Regions from separate parts of the Mus musculus genome. Here region 1 is linked to region 2. The links are chromatin contacts, called in public HiCAR-type maps. All regions are on one chromosome and are shown on one strand. The core of a region is the stretch at or near the end of the contact, and the rest is flanking DNA. Distances in the headings are between cores, read along the strand shown.

The links. HiCAR-type assays count read pairs that join an accessible place to other places.
Region 1: a HiCAR-type map of astrocytes shows a contact between it and region 2, with 8 times the contacts expected there. The contact joins the enhancer-like site here to the promoter of Asf1a in region 2. A contact is called at or near these places in 6 of 39 promoter capture datasets (the C10 cell line, cranial neural crest, frontonasal cranial neural crest and 3 more), 4 of 115 datasets of contacts at active chromatin or transcription factors (acute myeloid leukemia, astrocytes, embryonic midbrain and 1 more) and 1 of 9 other capture datasets (adipose tissue).

Annotation. Positions count from the first base shown.
Region 1 is chr10:56,112,811-56,117,479 of GRCm38.p6, forward strand. The region is part of intron 22 of Tbc1d32 (TBC1 domain family, member 32); the gene reads right to left. Msl3l2 (MSL3 like 2) reads left to right here. Exons shown (of 2, transcript NM_001163833.1): 2 at 2,044-4,070. The coding sequence starts at 2,371. The coding sequence ends at 3,486. Among named protein-coding and RNA genes, the nearest start is that of Msl3l2, 8.2 kb to the left of the region's middle. Within about 2 kb of position 3,036, at least 302 of the 459 cell types and tissues checked have an H3K27ac peak or open chromatin away from gene starts, as enhancers often do. A contact at or near this core is called in acute myeloid leukemia, adipose tissue, astrocytes and 2 more, where this site is marked.
Region 2 is chr10:53,595,571-53,600,601 of GRCm38.p6, forward strand. Asf1a (anti-silencing function 1A histone chaperone) reads left to right here and starts at 1,391. Exons shown (of 4, transcript NM_025541.3): 1 at 1,391-1,728. The coding sequence starts at 1,620. All of the region lies in intron 7 of Mcm9 (minichromosome maintenance 9 homologous recombination repair factor), which reads right to left.

The sequences.
Region 1 (4,669 bases), core at 1,786-4,285, 2.5 Mb after region 2:
CTTCATGTATTTTAACCATATACTTATATTCAAAACTATGATTTTGCTACTGTTATCAATTGTAATGTAAGTGTCTGATATTTCTGGTGGTCTTAGGCTACTTTGTGAAAGGTCACAACCCACAGGTTGACAATTACTGCCTGAAAAACTTGCACAACCCAAACTAAATCTACCTTTATTTAATAGAAATACTGTACGCTTCTTTACAGCATTGCATAGCACTAGTGAGGAGGGTACAGGAATGACTGTGTAAATAGGACTTGGATACCATAGTCTCCACTTGAAGACATTTCACTCTCGATTTAGTTCCTTCCCACAGGCACAAGCCCTTCTCTCTCTCTCTGCCACTTCTCTTCTGCTGCTAAATTAGTGCATTAAATAAAAATGAAGTACATTTCATTTTTAACAATACTTTAAATCAATTTGTGCACCATCTCATAAATTCTAGAGAATAGGCCTTTACAAACTCTAATCATACAGAATGTATGTTTCACATAAATTTGCTTTTGTATATCTCCTGTATTCACATATTTGGCTATATCTTACTTAACTACATTCATTTCTTTGATATAAAAGTTTTCCTCCCACAGGGTTAGAGAAAACTTCCTGCCTGATAGTCAAAACCCAAAAATGGGGACACAATTTATACAAAACCGTAGATATGCACACCAAGTGTGCACATGAATATGAAGCTTCAAGTTTTCAATATTTACAGATTTGTAAAAGAAAGAACAGGGACAGAGCCAGTTTGCCACCAGGTCTCTGAATGAACACTGAAGGAAGAATGAATGGAAATTTTGACTAGGCTTTCCGCCTTGCCCTAATCTGATCTGAGCTGCAGAAAGGATCTGGGACCTCCTGCAGCTTCAGTTTAGTTTGGGCTTTTGTAAATACAAAGCTTTGCAAATATATATAAAGACAAAGTATGGACTAGAAGCACACTGAATATACACATTTTGTTATATATACATACTGGTGAATTTATATATTTTGCAAATCTGAATGCTTAATAGAAGCTGTGTCTGTGCTCAATGCAATGCTTTACACTTGGTTACCAAGACAGGGCTAATACAGACTAATCACTGGCAGGTGAGTTAGAACTCATCTGCAATGCCCAGCATCTGGCATGAAACAAACAGACATAAAAACAAACAAAACCCTAGAACTACTACTCATGGAAGTCACTAGCCACGGTAGAAAGAATTGACAAAGGACTACACTTATGTCTAAAAAACTTTTCTAAGTCTGGTGTGGGGGTGCATAGATGCACCCTGAGGAGGAAAAAAATTAGCAAAGTGGAAAAAAAAATGAATTCCCAAATAAAAAGAATGCAAAAGACACACAAGTAACACACACACAAAGAATAGCTAATAGAGCATAGTGCTTGCTGGGAACTTAAATATTTTCTGACCGAGTGAACAACTGAATAGAAGAAATAGATTCCATCAAATTGGCAGAATGGAGAAAGCCACAACCTATGAGACATGCAAAAAGGGTAGATAGAAATGTATAATTTGAAAATGTGCCAATTCTTTAACATCGCTAACACCACTTATAAGAATTTGTTGTAAAAAAAAAAAAAAAAGTATAGCTGTCCACAGATTTATCTATCGGTTTTAAATTAAAATGTTCATGAATCCTAATTTTATAAACACTGGACAGTCTACATGTACAATAAAACATTAGTTGCTGATTGAACAATTAGCAACAGATGATCATTTAAATTAATACAAAGAATAGAAAGTACTGGATATGTATATGGGTATTTGTGATTGTGTGCACGTACATAAATTTTTAAAATGAGGAATTTGTAATCAAGGTTATATTCTAATTTATGATATTAAATATTTCCATAATGTAATTTTAACTGTCTCATTACTAAAGTTAATCAGATTTAACTAGTAACTGGGTTACTAAGAATAAGTAGGTTATTTGGTATAATGGAATATTAACGAACACTCAACTGTGTTTTATTACGTTAAAATGACCAATTTCCAATCTAAATTTATTTCTAAAATTGGTGTTATTCTTTTTCTCCTAAAGTCCTACAGAGGCTGGTCCTTAAGAAAAAACAACAACTGAATTTCAATTCGACTCAGGAAGTGCTGCGCTTCCAGCTTGACCACTGCCGCGGGCTCGAGTGCTGTGCAGCGCTGAGATCGTCACACGGTTGCTGGGGAAAAAAACTGGCAGAAAGTTCCAGACTCTGATCTATTTGAATGGCTGAGATGGGAGGTGACAGCCCGAGACCTCTGGCTCTGTGAAGACTCATGAAGTCTCAGGTTACAGTGTGAGCCTGCCAGGAAAACAGCAGCCCGCCAGAGGAGCCCAGGCCGGAGGGGCGAGAGCGGCGCGTTGCCAGTGACGACCATGGCCACCCTCGGCTGCGCACCTAAGGATGACGGTGAGGGGAAGGATGAAGGAGGGAGTGATCGAGGTGATGGCGACTCAAAGCCTAAAGGCAAGAAAGAAGTGGAACCCCACACAAGACGGGAAGCGGACGAGCGGGCCATGCGCATCCCCATCCCGGAAGTGCTCCAGCAGCGGCTGGCGGACGACTGTTACTACATCAACCGCAGGCGGCGGTTGGTGAGGCTGCCTTGCCAGACCAATGTGGGCGCCATCCTTGAGTGCTACGTGCGCCACTTCTCGGCGAGCGTGCTGGCCTTGGGGGACCGCCGGCCGCAGCCCCAGCGCGCTGCGCCCGAGAGGAGCGTGGGCCTGTGCCGGGAGATGGCGGACGGGCTGCGCATCACCTTCGACCACGCGCTCCCCTTGGTGCTGCTCTACCCTCAGGAACAGGCTCAGTACGAAATGGTCACCTCCTCCACCTTTTTCTTCCCCACTGAGGAGCGAGCCAGCGATGCTGGCAGGAGCCAGGAGGCGCCCTGGCCGGGCCCGTCGCCCCCGCAGCCCTCGGAGAGCCAGGCCGTGGCGGGGCCAGCTGCCCCCAAGAGGCGCAGGGCAGAGGCCGAGGCAACGCGGGCTCCCAGGCGATCCACCCGCCACAGCACCCACTGCCACTGGCAGGCTGAGGACCGGGCCTCGCCCCAGGCCAAGCGCAGTGTGCCCAAGCTGTTCCCGCACTTGCAAAAGACACCTGTGCACAGCGCAGCACCGTCCCCCATCGCTCTGACTCCTGGCAAGGAAGGGAGTGCCATGTTTGCTGGCTTTGAAGGGACAACTGAGGAAATAAATGAGATCCTCTCCTGGAAGCTTGTGCCAGACAACTACCCTCCAGGACACCAACCGCCTCCTCCCTCCTACATTTATGGCGCGCAGCATTTACTGCGACTGTTTGTAAAACTTCCAGAGATTCTTGGAAAGATGTCCTTCTCTGAGAAGAATCTGAAGGCACTACTTAAGCACTTGGATCTCTTTCTAAGGTTCTTAGCAGAATACCAGGCTGACTTCTTCCTGGAGTCAGCTTATGTCTCTGCCTGTGAGGCGCACTATAGCAGCAAGAACCCCAGGACACTGTGTTAAAGTTTTAATGTCTCTGTAAGCATAGCTGCTCCACCTGGCTTTGTGTTCAGTGTTCTAGGTTGGCCCACCTTGGGGGAGAGGGGACAGGCTTGGATATTTGAGTTCCTCACATACTGCAGTTATTTTTGTTAACAACCAATTACTTCCTTGCTTTGTTTTGTTGCCTTGCCTGTAGGGAGGTAAAGTTGCTTAATTAGTTAATGTATAAAAATACATGCCATTGCACAGGCTGCGTGTGACAGCAGGAAGCAGCCTCTCCTATGTTCAGAGGGAATATTCCAAACTATACATAGGTTCTGCTCTTCTGGTAGACATCACACAGGCTGTTAACAAGAATTACGGTGTTTAGTTTTCTTAGCATCAAGCAAAATATTTTTGAAGACTCTTCTAATGTGATGAGATTGGAGGACTCTGTTCAGAATATATGAGTTCATATTTGGACACATGGCAATCTGAAATAACTTCTGGGGAAAACAAACATTGACAGCAAAAGAGAATTTCCAGCTCTATAATTTGTAAAATTCCCTTTCTGTGAAACATTTTCTTTGGTTATCTAAATAAAGCATTTTTGTCTGACAAAATTATTTATAAAGCTTCTCTATTCTTATACAACGTTTACTATTTATGCCTAAATGTAAAGTAAAAAGAAAACCAACATTTCACAAAGCAGAAAGCTGTTGCACAAAGTAGATTCCCTAATTTTGTTTTGGAGAAAACTGACAATAATTTTATATGAGATACGATACGGCCTCAATGAGAGCAAAGGAAACTGAATTTAGGGGGCTTATATTAAAACACTTTACGTTTGAATGTATACTTAAGAATTATTATATAAGATATGAATCTAAAAGGCACGTTGACAGACTAGAACTTGCTTTCCTGTCTGATACAATGAAAACAATACCGGATGATGCTGTTACTTCATCTTTACCATGAAATACGCAGTTTTTAATGTTGAAATAAAACATCCTAAGAAAAATATTTCTCTAAATACTTTAGATGGCTAGGAACAGCAAGCCGCTAAATCTTGGGAAAGATGAAAGAGTTCAGGCAAATCTTTTAATGGACAAATTTTGCAAATGTTTTTAAAAGGTGCTGAATAGCAGGGTAGGTACGGAAAGTTCAGAATGACTCAATCTGTGGGAGCAACCTTCACTGCAAAGGTCACACTGGGAAGGGGCTA
Region 2 (5,031 bases), core at 141-2,640:
GGAAGGCCCTGCTTCATGATAACTAAAGGTCTTCGGACAAGGACAGATCATCCACAGCAATCCAGTTGAGTCTCAACCTGTCCAAGGAAGATTAATTAAATTCTGCACACTAGCAGAAACTTCACTTGCAGATTAATACTAAGACATAATTTTCACTCCGGATTTTATTGAATAGTTTAGTAGTTTCATTTATAAGGAAAAAGAAAAGAACCCAATGGTTTATGAGTAACACCTCCACAGTAAAAAGAATCAGTTCACATTCACAAAGGTGTTAGGTTTCCGTTTCCTGTTTCCTAGTCTACCCACAGTGGCTAAGTACCATAAACAAGCAACTTTTCCTCCAGTCAGCCTTGAAATGGTCTCACAGGCGTCACAGGCATGGAAGGTCTCCTCAGAATTGGTGTGCTGCACTTTTTCACTTATGAATGTTTGTTATAAATGCCTTGAAGAGCAAATGGCATGTTATCTGTGCTTTCTCCTTTCTCATATTCCACCAAAAATACATTTGTTGTCCTTTGGCCTTCAGACACTTCCATTTTCTCGACTTTTGACTTCTTTCTCTGTGCCCCCCCAACAACAGAAGCCTCGCTGTAACTGATCACGTTTTCCCCCTTTTATTTCTTTTTTTTTGTTTTGTTTTACATCTTTTCAGTTATTAAATGGGAAGAAATCCAACATGCAGCTGAAGATCGCATATTTTTTTTCTAGCCTGCGTGTGTGTGTGTAAAATCACCCCGCCCTCATTTTGTATCTATTTCACCGCACTGTCGTGGCCAAGAACTTGAATTCCAAAATGGCTTGCTCCTTTCGAGCTGACATGGGCTATAAAAATGCAATTTATTCCCACTGCAACCAGCCCTTCTCCCTATTCTCTACCATTACGATTGCGAGAAGCACAGACAGCTAGTTGGGCCTGACAAGGGCTGCAAAGCACACCTTATCTGCTAAATCCAGCAGAGCCAGCAAAGCCGCCGGCACTGGTGGGGGAAGCGTTAAAGGCTGGAAGAAAACCCGAAAAACCCCAAGGCCCATGCTGCGCACACACACGGGGCCGCCTCGCGCCCTCCTGCTTCCACCGCCGGCCCCGCCCACCCCACGGGTCCCGCCCCCTCCGTCCCGCCGCGGCCACGCCCGACGTGTGGCGCGGCCCCGCCGGGCGGGGGCGGGGCCTGCGTCGCCCCTCCCCCGCCGCCGGCGGCCTCCGCGCGGGCCTCCCAGCCCCTATTCCACTCACTTTGTTCTGCGCCTTTGTCCTGGTCCGCACCAGCAGGTGGAGCCGCAGTGAAAGTTTCCCGTCCGTTCTGCGAGCGGGAGCCCATCTTGCTCGCCGCCGCGGCCCTCGCTGGAGGAGGAGGGTCAGAGCTCGGGGGCAGCCAATCGCGGGCAACGCTGCTAGTTATCAGGGCAGAATGGGCTGTAGTTTAGTGAAATAGGAAAGCTGCAAAACACCGTGGAGTGCCGCCGTGTAAATAAAAAGGAAAAAAAAGTTTCTCAAGTCGCAGCTGCACGACGTCGGGCCGCGCCGCGCCGGGGCGGGGGTCTGCGCTCTCGGAGCGGCCGCGCGCGGGACTCGGTGGTGCCGCCAGCCCCGGCCCCATTGTTTGTGTTTTCTTCAAAATATGGCAAAGGTTCAGGTGAACAATGTAGTGGTGCTGGATAACCCGTCGCCTTTCTACAACCCGTTCCAGTTCGAGATCACCTTCGAGTGCATCGAGGACCTGTCTGAAGGTGAGCGAGTGGCGCCGGGCTGTCAGTTGCGGCGGCGGACGTTAAAGTTTCCCGGCCCGGCCTCGCGCGGGGTGGGCCGCGGCCGGCGGCCGGCGGGAGGGCGGCCATGCGAGGGAAACTTGAAGTTGAGGGACGCCGGCCGCGCCGCAACTTGCGAGCAACTTGCCGGGCGGAGGGAGCCATGTTGTCAGCTTTGTCTGCGGCGGGCGGCGCTCGGCGGCCCCCGGCTCGCGCGGCGCTGGCGGGGGGTCGTGCGGCCTCGGCGGCCCCAGGGCCCCACGGCCCGGTGGGGAGCAAGCTGGGCCGGTGGGAAGCGGAGCCATCTTACCCGGCGGCACGACGCCTGCTCCGGACCGCCGGGGGCGAGCGGGCCCGCGCCTTCCCGCCCGAGCCCCGCCGAGGCTGTCCTCGCGCCGCTCTCCGGCTCCCTCCACCAACCAGCGCGGAAGGCGGGCGCTGGGCTCGGCCCCTCGGCGCCTGGCTCCCGGGGGGCGGCCGTGCTCTCCGCGGGCGCCCGGGATGCTGTGCGCCGCCTCTCCCCGGGGACAGAGACCTCTCGGAGAGAAATGGTGAGGGGCTGGGAAGTTCCATGGCACCCTAGAGCAGAAGCAGGGTGCTTAACCAATTCCAGGCACTTCTCTGGCGTTTAGAAAGTCTGAAAGACTTTCTCCAGAACGTGTGAAGAAGAAGCAATTAAAATAACTCCACGTCCAAGCAGATGGAGAAAATGCAAACGTTAGCTGGGAGATAGAAGGCAAAATCCTTTCTGAAGTACATTTTACGGTTTAAAAAATGCGAAATAGTGAGGTAATACAGAACTTAGAAAGCTAAAATATGGCTTCTTAACGCTTTTCTTAGATTTTATTAAAATCAATGCTTCATTTTCAACATTTGAAACAAAAAGTTTAACTTCATTGGTGTTAAATTTTAGTTAACTAGGAGGACATCTTGGGACTTGAAAGTATTTCGACAAAATGCCTTGTATTATCCTAATCATGACGAAAAGAATTTCTCTTTTAATTTAAAAGTTTATAATCTCTTCAATGTACTTCATGTAGAATGTTAACTTTAATTATAAAAACCATTGCAATAAACCTTTAAAAATTGTAAAAAGGAAGTCACAGCCCCTTCTCTTCACTCCTTTGGCTAACCATCACTTAAAACGTACCCTGCTGTTTTTAATACGTATGTAAATTATAACGTGCATACATTTAGTGAGTGGGACATATTTTGAAGATTGACTAAACATTAAAATATAGTAGTCTCTGAATAGACTGTGATGATTAATGTAAGTGTAAGGGTGTTTTCCATTTGAAATGTAACAGCATTTCCACATCAGACCTATTTCCAACCCCAACACTGATTTTAATTTTCTTTTTCAAACTGCCAATTTATATACAAATGATCAAATATAAAGTAAGATCATGGCTGAGTCCATCCTAACTCAGTGCAGTGTTCGAGGCATTAGAAGTTCTTTACACTACAGGTGTTTCTCATATGATGGCTTCCATTTTAGGTCCACATTGTATGAGGAAGATAGGCTCTAGGATATTGTTACAGAGTCATTACACTGGATAGTTCGAAACCAGCCACCCACAGAAACCAAACAGGGTTCCATGTTAAACAGGGATCCTTTCACAACAGTGTTATTACTCAAGTCAAGAATATGCCTTCCTCTAGTACAATTCAAAACCAGCGCACCATTATTTTAAGGTATTTTAAGCTGAGTCATTCCAAAGCTGCAGAGGAACCCTTGACAAAGGTGCCATTCCTGTCTACTCCATCTAGAGGCTCTGTGGAGCAAGGAGATGGGCGTTGATTTACCCTGCAGAAGCTCGTTTCTAGGGCCCATACTTTTGTTGTACTGTGACTTGTTAAGTTACTGATCAACGTAGAAATTCCTCTACAGGTAATTTTGAGTTTATGATTTGTGTCTACCTCCAACGTACCAATTAGCCTCCTTATTGTCAGGAATCCACTTGGTAGAAGGAGAGAACTGACTCCAACCAGTTGTCCTCTGACCTCCACATCAGTACCCATATATACAGAAACACACTTAAACATTTTTAAAGAGACTTTAAGTAGGGGCTTTATTATGCTTGATCACTAAGCCTATACGTTTAATTGGCCCTCCTTCAGTTTCTAAGGCTTAATACTTGCAGTGCATCAAAATTGACCCTGTGGCTTTATACTTTGAAAGTTCAGGCCTGTTCTGATTGCAAAGACTGTATATTTTCTACTAGACCACAGATTTTCCCAACAATGTAATTAACTTAAAATTTCCTTGGTAGTATCCCTTCCACCACATATGGAGATATTTTCTGGCTGGGATTACCATGAGTAAATGGAAAAGTTAACTTTTAAAATAAATGGATAATTTTCAGATTGAAACTCTTGTAGAGCCACAGCCCTTCACCATAACTCATAGAATACAGAGGCATAGAAAAGAGAAACCGGCTTCTAAACACATTGATAAATAAGCATGGCATCGCACTCAGACTCAACCTGTGCCCGTCCCTTGTTCTTAGTAAGGCTGGATTAACCCACTCTCCATTACCTGTCCTTATCCACTCTCTTCTATACTCTTGAAACCTATTACTTGAAAGCTAGAAAGAGCAAGGCTTAAAAGCCATGATTTTTGAGTAGCAGCAACCCATCTTTAACTGAATTTTAGATTACTTACCTTCGCCCAGTCTCAGCTTTCTTGTTTTTATTAGTGTGCACACACAAACACAAAATATATATGTGCTTGAATAATTCTAACTGTATGATAAAATGTTTACTTTAGATAAGTCAGTAGCTTTCATATACCCTCTCCTTAGCTGTGTCTTCATTTGGCTTTTGGGTCACTTCCTTCATTGGGTGCTAGCTTTCTAAACGACTTTAATGATTCATCCTCTTCCTGGCTTGCCTTCCAACTTTAGTGTTGAGGAAGGCTCATTTCACTCCTTGGTTCCATTCCTATCCTTGTCATTATGGTTTATTGCCAAAGTTCAATTTTTAAAAATTTGACCTTTTTGTGTTTATAATTAAACACCTAATAGGCATCTTAGACACGTATAAAACTAACTCCTGATTATTTTGTTCTTTACACAGACCCTCTCCCCCCAAAGTGGCTACTGCTGCTTCTATTTCCAAACTTTATCTAGGATGTGAATGCTTTACACCAGCCCTATGGCCACCATAACTCACTCACACCATCATGCTTTCTGTACTGAATAGTTGAAACAATCTCTTGTTCTCCTGCCCTCATACAGCTTACACAAGCACAGTAAGTAAAATTATCCTTAAAGATAAAAGGAG